Regions from separate parts of the Rattus norvegicus genome. Here region 2 is linked to region 1. The links are chromatin contacts, called in public Hi-C maps. All regions are on one chromosome and are shown on one strand. The core of a region is the stretch at or near the end of the contact, and the rest is flanking DNA. Distances in the headings are between cores, read along the strand shown.

The links. A called contact is a pair of places that touch in the nucleus more often than the background predicts.
Region 2: a Hi-C map of kidney shows a contact between it and region 1, with 5 times the contacts expected there. The contact joins two enhancer-like sites. A contact is called at or near these places in 8 of 12 Hi-C or Micro-C datasets (the Rat2 cell line, Schwann cells, frontal cortex and 5 more).

Annotation. Positions count from the first base shown.
Region 1 is chr15:57,925,267-57,929,174 of GRCr8, reverse strand. All of the region lies in intron 1 of LOC134482155, which reads left to right. Among named protein-coding and RNA genes, the nearest start is that of Trnae-uuc7, 33 kb to the right of the region's middle. Within about 2 kb of position 1,679, at least 2 of the 93 cell types and tissues checked have an H3K27ac peak or open chromatin away from gene starts, as enhancers often do.
Region 2 is chr15:58,208,093-58,212,064 of GRCr8, reverse strand. All of the region lies in intron 1 of Tsc22d1 (TSC22 domain family, member 1), which reads right to left. Among named protein-coding and RNA genes, the nearest start is that of Tsc22d1, 50 kb to the right of the region's middle. Within about 2 kb of position 2,189, at least 9 of the 93 cell types and tissues checked have an H3K27ac peak or open chromatin away from gene starts, as enhancers often do.

The DNA.
Region 1 (3,908 bases), core at 430-2,929:
ACAGTGTACACACTGCTGGGGAAAGCTACAGTGTACACACTGCTGGGGAAGCAACACCTTCCCCCACCAAGCTGACAAAGGATCCAGTGTCATCAGGAACCAACTGACTGCTGTATAACTTCTGCCCACGGTGGTAAAACGCTGTGACCCCTAACTGCACACTTAGTCCAGCACCCCCTCTCTTCCTTCCCTGATTGTCAGAGGACTTAACAACATTCTCATGCATTTCTCTTGGGATGGGAGTTTTATTTCCTGTGCAAAAAAAGCGGGGCACTCACAGGTCCGGGAAAGCACAGCATGGTTCCAGTGGGTGACAGTCTGGTAAGCATAGTGACAAATGTCACAGATCTCTTTTTCCTGTAAAGTAGGAAAAAAGCACCCAAAAAGAAACCAAGAGGGCCAGGGTCACGTCAGTCACAAAAGGAAGTCCACTTTGAAGGGTGCTCTGAAGAGAGAAGTGGGCCTGTGAGAATGAAATGGGAAAGGATTTGAAGTAATACAGGCCTCCTGGTCTGGCTTCCAGCTCTGTAGAGAGAATATCGTGTGTATCGTATGGATGCATCACCTGTCAATCAAAAAAACAGTGGCCTATAGGGAAAGGTAGAATAGAAGGTGGGACGTATGAGGAGTCACCAGGGAAGTGGGAGGAGGACAGACCTTTGGTAGCTGAGCAGAGGTAACCAGTCATGTTGCAGAATGTTGATTAGTATAAATGGGTTGTTTTAAATTATCAGCTAGTCAGGGAATGAACAGCCTAGGTATTTGTAAATAGATGTTGAGTCTGAGTCATTATTCTGGGAGCCTGGGGCTGGGAGAGAAAACAGCCACTCATACAACTCCACTCCATCTCAGTGACTTGCCTTTAACCCAAATGCGCAAAGTATTTGTTGGTGCAGGGGCCGGGAACATTATGAATGGCTGTCATGTTGCGCTTTCTCCCTGTGTGCCTTCACCTGAACTTCCCGAAGGCAGATCTGAAGCAGAGGCCTGTAGCCTTGAAAGCCAGTCAAGTAGGAAACAGAAGCAGAAGGAAGCAGAAGAGGGAGGAGGAGTGACCTAAGGAGGCCAGTTACTGAGTAGCTGCCACCACTGAGTGCCAAGGATACGCTTCGGACACGCATGCAAGATGGATTCTCCAAGCGCTTGTTCCGTGCTTTAACTGCCAGGCTTGACAGAGGAATCACGGGAATGCCATCTGAAGTCGGCTCCTGCACGTAGGAGGAATTTCTCATCAGCTTGCTTCTACTGGTCACAGGTTCATCCAAAACACCCTAATACACACACACACACACACACACACCTGTGGTTGTTAGGTGGGTCCCAAGGAAGCAATGACAGCTGTCTTGGTGGGGCATTAAAAAGGTGACTAGTATCTAGGCAAAGCCTGTCCCACCATGCACAGGCAACTGGAGCCTGGGACTTGGGACTGGAGAGGCCAGAGAATCATCCATAGGAAGAGTTAGAAGAACAGGAGCACAGCAGAAGTCTGTATCTGCATGTCTAAGCAGCAGTTAGCCTAGTGCAAGGGACCTAGAGAAACTAAAGTGGCAGCCAACATTTGCTCAGATGGGAGTTCAAAGTCCCCTGTGGACTGCCCTAATTCATACTCTATCCACTCATTCAGCCTTGCAAATCCCAACCCTTCTCCCAGAGAGGCAGTCACCATCAAGGTGATAGATACACAGTGGTCAGCCTGTGTCCGAGTCCCAAGGCTGCCACCTACTGGCTATGTTAATCCCTGCAAGATTCCTAAACTTACTGAGCCTTGGTGTGCTGTTCTGTAAAATGGGAATGTGATATCACAGGCGAGCCCAGATATCATGTTTAACCTATTGTCTGGAACCCGATGATTCTGACAGGTAGAAGCTGTGGTGAGGATTGTGCCAGCAGACCCCATGTGTCTGCAGGGACCTCATGCCTCCCTAGAGAGTGCTAGAATAATATGATACCCCTAAATACAGCATTATGCATCTATTTTAACATCCCCTATGAGCAAACTGGAAGCTTGGTGGTAGCTTCATGTTCTCCCGTCTTTGCTCTACGTGCCAGGTTAGGAGTGGGTTGGCTCAGGCAGAAGGGAAGTGAGTGCTGGTGTGCTTTGCCCTGCTGCCCCATTCGTGGGGACCAGGGAGGATATCTAGGGGGAAATGCCCCAGATGTGTGAGAGCCCCTCAGATGGGTCCTTCAGCAGCCAGTCCTCACTTGACAAGAGGCCCTGCTGTTACTGCTGCTGCTGTTTCCTCTCCTTCCTCCTCCTCGTCTTCCTCTTCCTCTTCCTCCTCCATGTGTATTACTGTTGTGGTTGTTATCTTAAGACATGATCCAAGGCTAGTCTGGAACTCGTGATGCCCCTACCTCAGCCTCCAGATGTGTCGGGCCCTACACTGACCTTGAGGAGTAATCGCTGAACCTCACAGGGAAAGCTGCTCGTAAGGGACACACACCCCTAGGTGAAGGCATCTGCTCAGCAAACACTGAATTCTTCCTAAGCACTGGGCCAAAGTCAAAGGTTTTGTATGTATATGAGATGTCATTGTCTCCCTCTTGGTTGACTATGGAAAGGACTTCCCATTCTTTTGGTAATTCAGGAGACTGATCTATATAACTACTGTCCACCTCTCCCTCAACTGCCTTCCACAAGCTCCTCTCTCTCTCTCTCTCTCTCTCTCTCTCTCTCTCTCTCTCTCTCACACACACACACACACACACACACACACACACACACACACACACCCCAGTTCTGAAAGCCCCCTTCGAGGGTAGTAGCACCGAGATGACCTTTTACCACTCTACAAACGGGGATTCAAAGAGTTTTAGCTGCACACCACTTTCCTTCTATAGCCCTGAGAAGAAGGCTGTGTCCTGGTTGATTGGATGTCAGCTTGACACAAGCGGGAAGAGGAACCTGAATTGAGAAAATGCCCCTGTCAGATTGCCAGTAGAACATTTTCCTAATTAATGATTGATGTGGGACGGTGGGAGGGCCCGCCCATGGGGACGGACAGACACCTAAGCAGGTTGCTCTGAGTTGGGTAAAAAAGCAGGGTGAGCCATCCAGCAAATAGTGCTCCCTCCACGGCCTCTGTTTCAGTTCCTGCCCTGAGTTCCTGCCCTGCCCTCTGGAAGACAGATTTATAATCTGTAAGACGAAATGAACCCTTTTTGGCCGTGTTTTATCACAGCACTAGAAACCCTAAGACGAGCTACTTATCCCTTACACAGTGACCTAGGCCAGGGGCTTGGCAAGGGCTGGGGGTGACAGAAGTCATTCCATTGTGCTGTGAGACTCCCTGCTGTCTCCAGCTCACAGCCAGAAGTCCCATCTCTACTAAGCCTTTTGCATGCACTCCAAGGGCCTCGTTTTGGTCTTTGTCGTGTATTTTCTCATAGACCACCGCCCTGTACTGGCCCTGTACCCTGTGATCATCTATGATTCAGACAAAATGACTGCACGGATTTCTTCAGTACCAAACCCAGCAATAGGAGACACAGCCGTCAGTGACAGATAGCTATTCACCTAATGTTCCCTCCCTCTTCTTAAAGTTACCAGGAGCTATGTCTCCTAGTCTCTCAGTGACAGGTACATGAGATGGGGCCATGTGACCGTTTCTTAACAACAGTGAATAAACACGACGAACGTCCCACAGGAGGCTAAATTTTCAGAAGCATGAAGTTCTGGCGATCTTCTCCCTTAACCACAGGCTAATTCAGAGGACTCCATGGTCATAAGCATGGAAAAACCACACAATGAAGAAAAGAAGTCTATTTCTAGTGTGGAAAGCCACTAAAGATGGCAGATCACAAGAGGAGTGAGAGGAGACCCCTAGGAAATGCTTGTAGTCATCTGGCACAGTACAGAATCCTCATGTTCTGAAGTCCTTCTATTTTCTAGGAAGATTTTTACCTAG
Region 2 (3,972 bases), core at 940-3,439, 280 kb before region 1:
ATGGTCTCTACCCAAAGTACAGGAAGCCATAGGCAAATACCTTTGAATGTTCAGAGTCGTCCTTGCTAATAGGTCTGTAAACCATCCCAAGGCCCAAGATTTCGTCAGTTTGAGAAAAGAAGGGGTGAAGATACAATATACAACACAGAGAAATCTCTTGGTATTTCCAACTCTAACGTAGGGAAAACCTAAGCGTTCACTGTAGAGACATCTTAACTCTGAGACAAAGGCGGCACGGACAGATGAAACAGAAGGGAGCGGCCCACTGATAAAGTGGGTCATAGGTATCCCATCGCTGTCACTCGATCCTCTCCCTCCCTCGACTTGAACACTGCCCTACTCAAACCCAACTTCAGACTCCTGGCTGTTTCTGCTTTTTATTTCAATTAGAAACACTTGAGAGACTTCACCACTAAAAATACTTTAATATTGTCCTGACAAAACAGAGCTTGTATTCGTATAAAGAGACAGAGTGTTTCAAGTCAACTGTGTCAAACAAGCCAGTTAATAAGCCTGGACTTTCGTGCAGGAATCCAGGCGAGGGTGAAACAGCGCCCCCTGCTGGTGATTCCTACAAGTGCTTCCAAACACAGGGAAAACCTACAGCTGGGGAGAGGGTATACATTGTAACCTGACATCATCCAGGGGGATAAAACCCGCTCAGGACATTCAATCAGGCTTTTGCTTACTGGTGCAAATTCTTCTCCAGGAGAACCTAGCATTAGTTTTTACCCCTTAGTGTTAAAGCTTCCCGAAGTCTCCATTGATAGTCTTCAGCGAACCAATGAAAAATAATCTAAAATGAAATGGGGTATAATATACCATAATGATAATGTCTATCATTTCTTTGAGATCATAGAAAATAAAACTGATAGCCAAACTGACATTACATGTTTAAACTGTCAGGAACTTAACATCAAGGCCAGCAGCTAACCTTCATCCTGAACACCCCTTCTTAAGCACCCCAGTTGAATTTGCTAGCTAAATGCATGAGCATGGGAGGGAGCTGGAAACCGGTGTGACCAGAGACCGTTACTGGGCAGCTGCGCTCTGCAAACACTCATGCAGAAGGCTGTCTCTGACACAGAGGCAGCCAAACGGCTAAGATTATGTTCTTCAAGTATTAAAGCAATGTGTTATTTTAGCATCCAGGGACTCGATAGTCATCCCTTTTATATGGTTTCTGTTAAATTTTTTTTAAATGACATTAGGCTTGTTTTATCCATACCATATAATTAGACAGGGCAACTATATGCCCTTTGTTAAATTATCCCAGAAAACTTCAGTGACCTCACTTTGACTGAGGAAACTACTGTGTGCTGGCTTAAATGACCGTATTTCAAAACACCCTTTGTGGCTGTTATTGGAGAAGTCGGCTTTTTGATAAACTTCAATTTGACTCAAAGGGTACTTCATGAAATGCCAGCTACGTATAAGGCACCGTGCTAGATTCTATGGAGCCAGTCACAGGATGCCCCGTCCTGGAGGTACCTCGGGGCAGATTTTTAATTTTAACATGTATCAATGGAGCTAAGAAGATATTTCAGTCAATATAATGTTTGCTGCACATGCAGGAGAGGACCTGCGTTCAGGTATCTACAACCCCAATGACGGGAAGTGGAGGCCATCTCAACACACCGAGTAGGGGGCTACTAAAAGATGACATGTACGATTGCCCCGCCTCCACATGCAGGTACACAGATGTGCAAGTGCATTTACATAAACAGAAACACACCTACCTGCACACTCACAGGGGCAATGGCAACAGCAAACGTTTCCCTACCCAAGTGGTGTCCTAAGTCTTTTAAACACTTATTAACTTACGGAGTCCTCACGATGGCCCAGAAGTGAATTTTATTACTGCTCCCAACTTAAGAGACGAGGAAAGCAAAGCCCAGAGAGATCAGAGAAGCAGCTGAAGGCCTGGTGCTGGCAAGAGGGGCAGGCAAGGGTGGGAAATGCGGAGAGGGTGGTATGAAAGGCCCGGGCGGGAACTTGTATAAAGTGCAACAAAAAATACATGTTTTCAAAGGAAAAAACATTGGGTAGGGCCTGCAAGATGGTCCCTAAATGGGAGGCCACTGTGAGGGGAAGAGGAAGCAGGGATCCTGGGAAAAGGGAGATACACAAGAGAAGGAACTGAGCTCTAGTCAGGTGTGAGCAAGGGCGCCCCCTGGTGGCCACCAAGGCTGTCTAAGGTGAGCGCCGGAGAGCGTTTTAATAAGAATAACACTGTGGCTGGGAAAGAGGAGAGGGCTTGGAGTCTGGCTGGTCACCAGTTTCTCTCACATTAGTGAGAAATCAAGTGTCTGGATGGTCTGTGCTAAATGGAGACAGTGGGGAAGGCACTGAGAACACAAAAGCAAAATCATCAAGACAGTTATAAAACCGTGGGGACCTTGCACTGCCCACTGCGTGTCCCAGTGCTGCGGCTCAGGAACGAGCAGGCTGGAGAGGAGTGAAGACAGTGTGAGGTGGCCAGCTGTTGAGCACGGGTGACTAGAAAACCAGGGCAATCCCACACAGAGGAGGAGCTCAGGCCACCAGGAGGCAGAGAACATGTTCCTGAGAAGAGCTGGGGTCATCGTGCAGAGCTGAGGAAGATGAAGACAAGGCACAGAGCTAAGGGGACGACCTTCTCGTCCTACACAAGAGTGTGGTGAATGAGGGGGAGAGCCAGGAAGAAAATGTCGGCAGTGTACTACCCAGAGGAGGGAGGAAAGACTAACCAGACAGAACTGGCCCGAATCAAAACAACAAGGTGATTAAAGAATCAAGAACCGAATTCTTTTACACTAAACTTAAATACCTTACAGGAAGTTACATTTTTCAAATTTACAAAGCTCAATAATTGGATGCCAATTTAAAAATAAGCAAATGCTATAGAAGCCTAAAACCCTTCGTTCTGGGAGACAGGGATATGTTCCCCCAAAAGAGGGACCCACGATAGAAACAAAAAAATCAATACTCGGTGACGTGCTTCCTATGAAAACTGCAGCGCAGAATGAAATCAGTGGGTTACAAGAAGTGGGAGGACTCTCACCCTGGCCCTCCTCCTCCAGATGTGCCGTGCATCCCCGGTCTCCCTGTGTGCACAAGTTCTCCCAAACTTCATCTCCGTCCTCAGAGCACCGTGAAACTCAGCATAATGGATGCTGACTTAGCACAGGGACCACACGGGTCCTGTGATAACACAGGGAATACAGAGACCTGTCCCTATGCCTGGGGAGTCAGATAAATACACGACGTTGTCAAAATAACACACAGCCAAACACACGTCAAACACTTTGAGCTCATCTACTGTGTGCCGAAGTCACGACAGGATTTGGAAAGATTTAACCTTTGACGCGTATCATATGATGCTTGAGGTTGGGAGAAGCTGACAAATACTTTCCTTTCTGTTTCAGCACTGCAAATGACCCAACTTTCTGCTCCCCGGACAGAAAATGGGAATATGGGCATCTTTCTAAGTTCACCAAATCATTTACAGTTAGCTTCACAGGGATGTTCAGAGACAGTTGACAATAAGCCTCTGAGATTAACACGTAAATGGGATTTGCCTAAGTTTCGTGCTAGGGTCGAGCGAGACCTGGACAGTCTCACACTTGCAGTTTCCATTTGGCAAGCTTTATTTTCCATGGAGTAAACCTGCCAGTTTATCGTGACTTATGCTGTCGATGGTCACAATACGGTTTAGCTAAAGTGCAGGAGAGGTGAATGAATCAGTATAACCTTGTCACCAGGACAACAGAAGTCGCTTTCCAACATATCCCCTGCTTCTATGATGGCTTGTCTGTAATCTCCAGCCCAGCAGCCAGAAGGATCTTAAGAAACAAAACACAGGAACATGATAGACTGCTGCCTCTATTCCTAGCTCCACTCGAAAGTCCTCAGCATGGTTCCAGCAAGGCACTGACCCCTCCCTCTGTGTGCGCCCCGCCAGCCTCTGGCCTCTGCAATGTTGGCTCAACC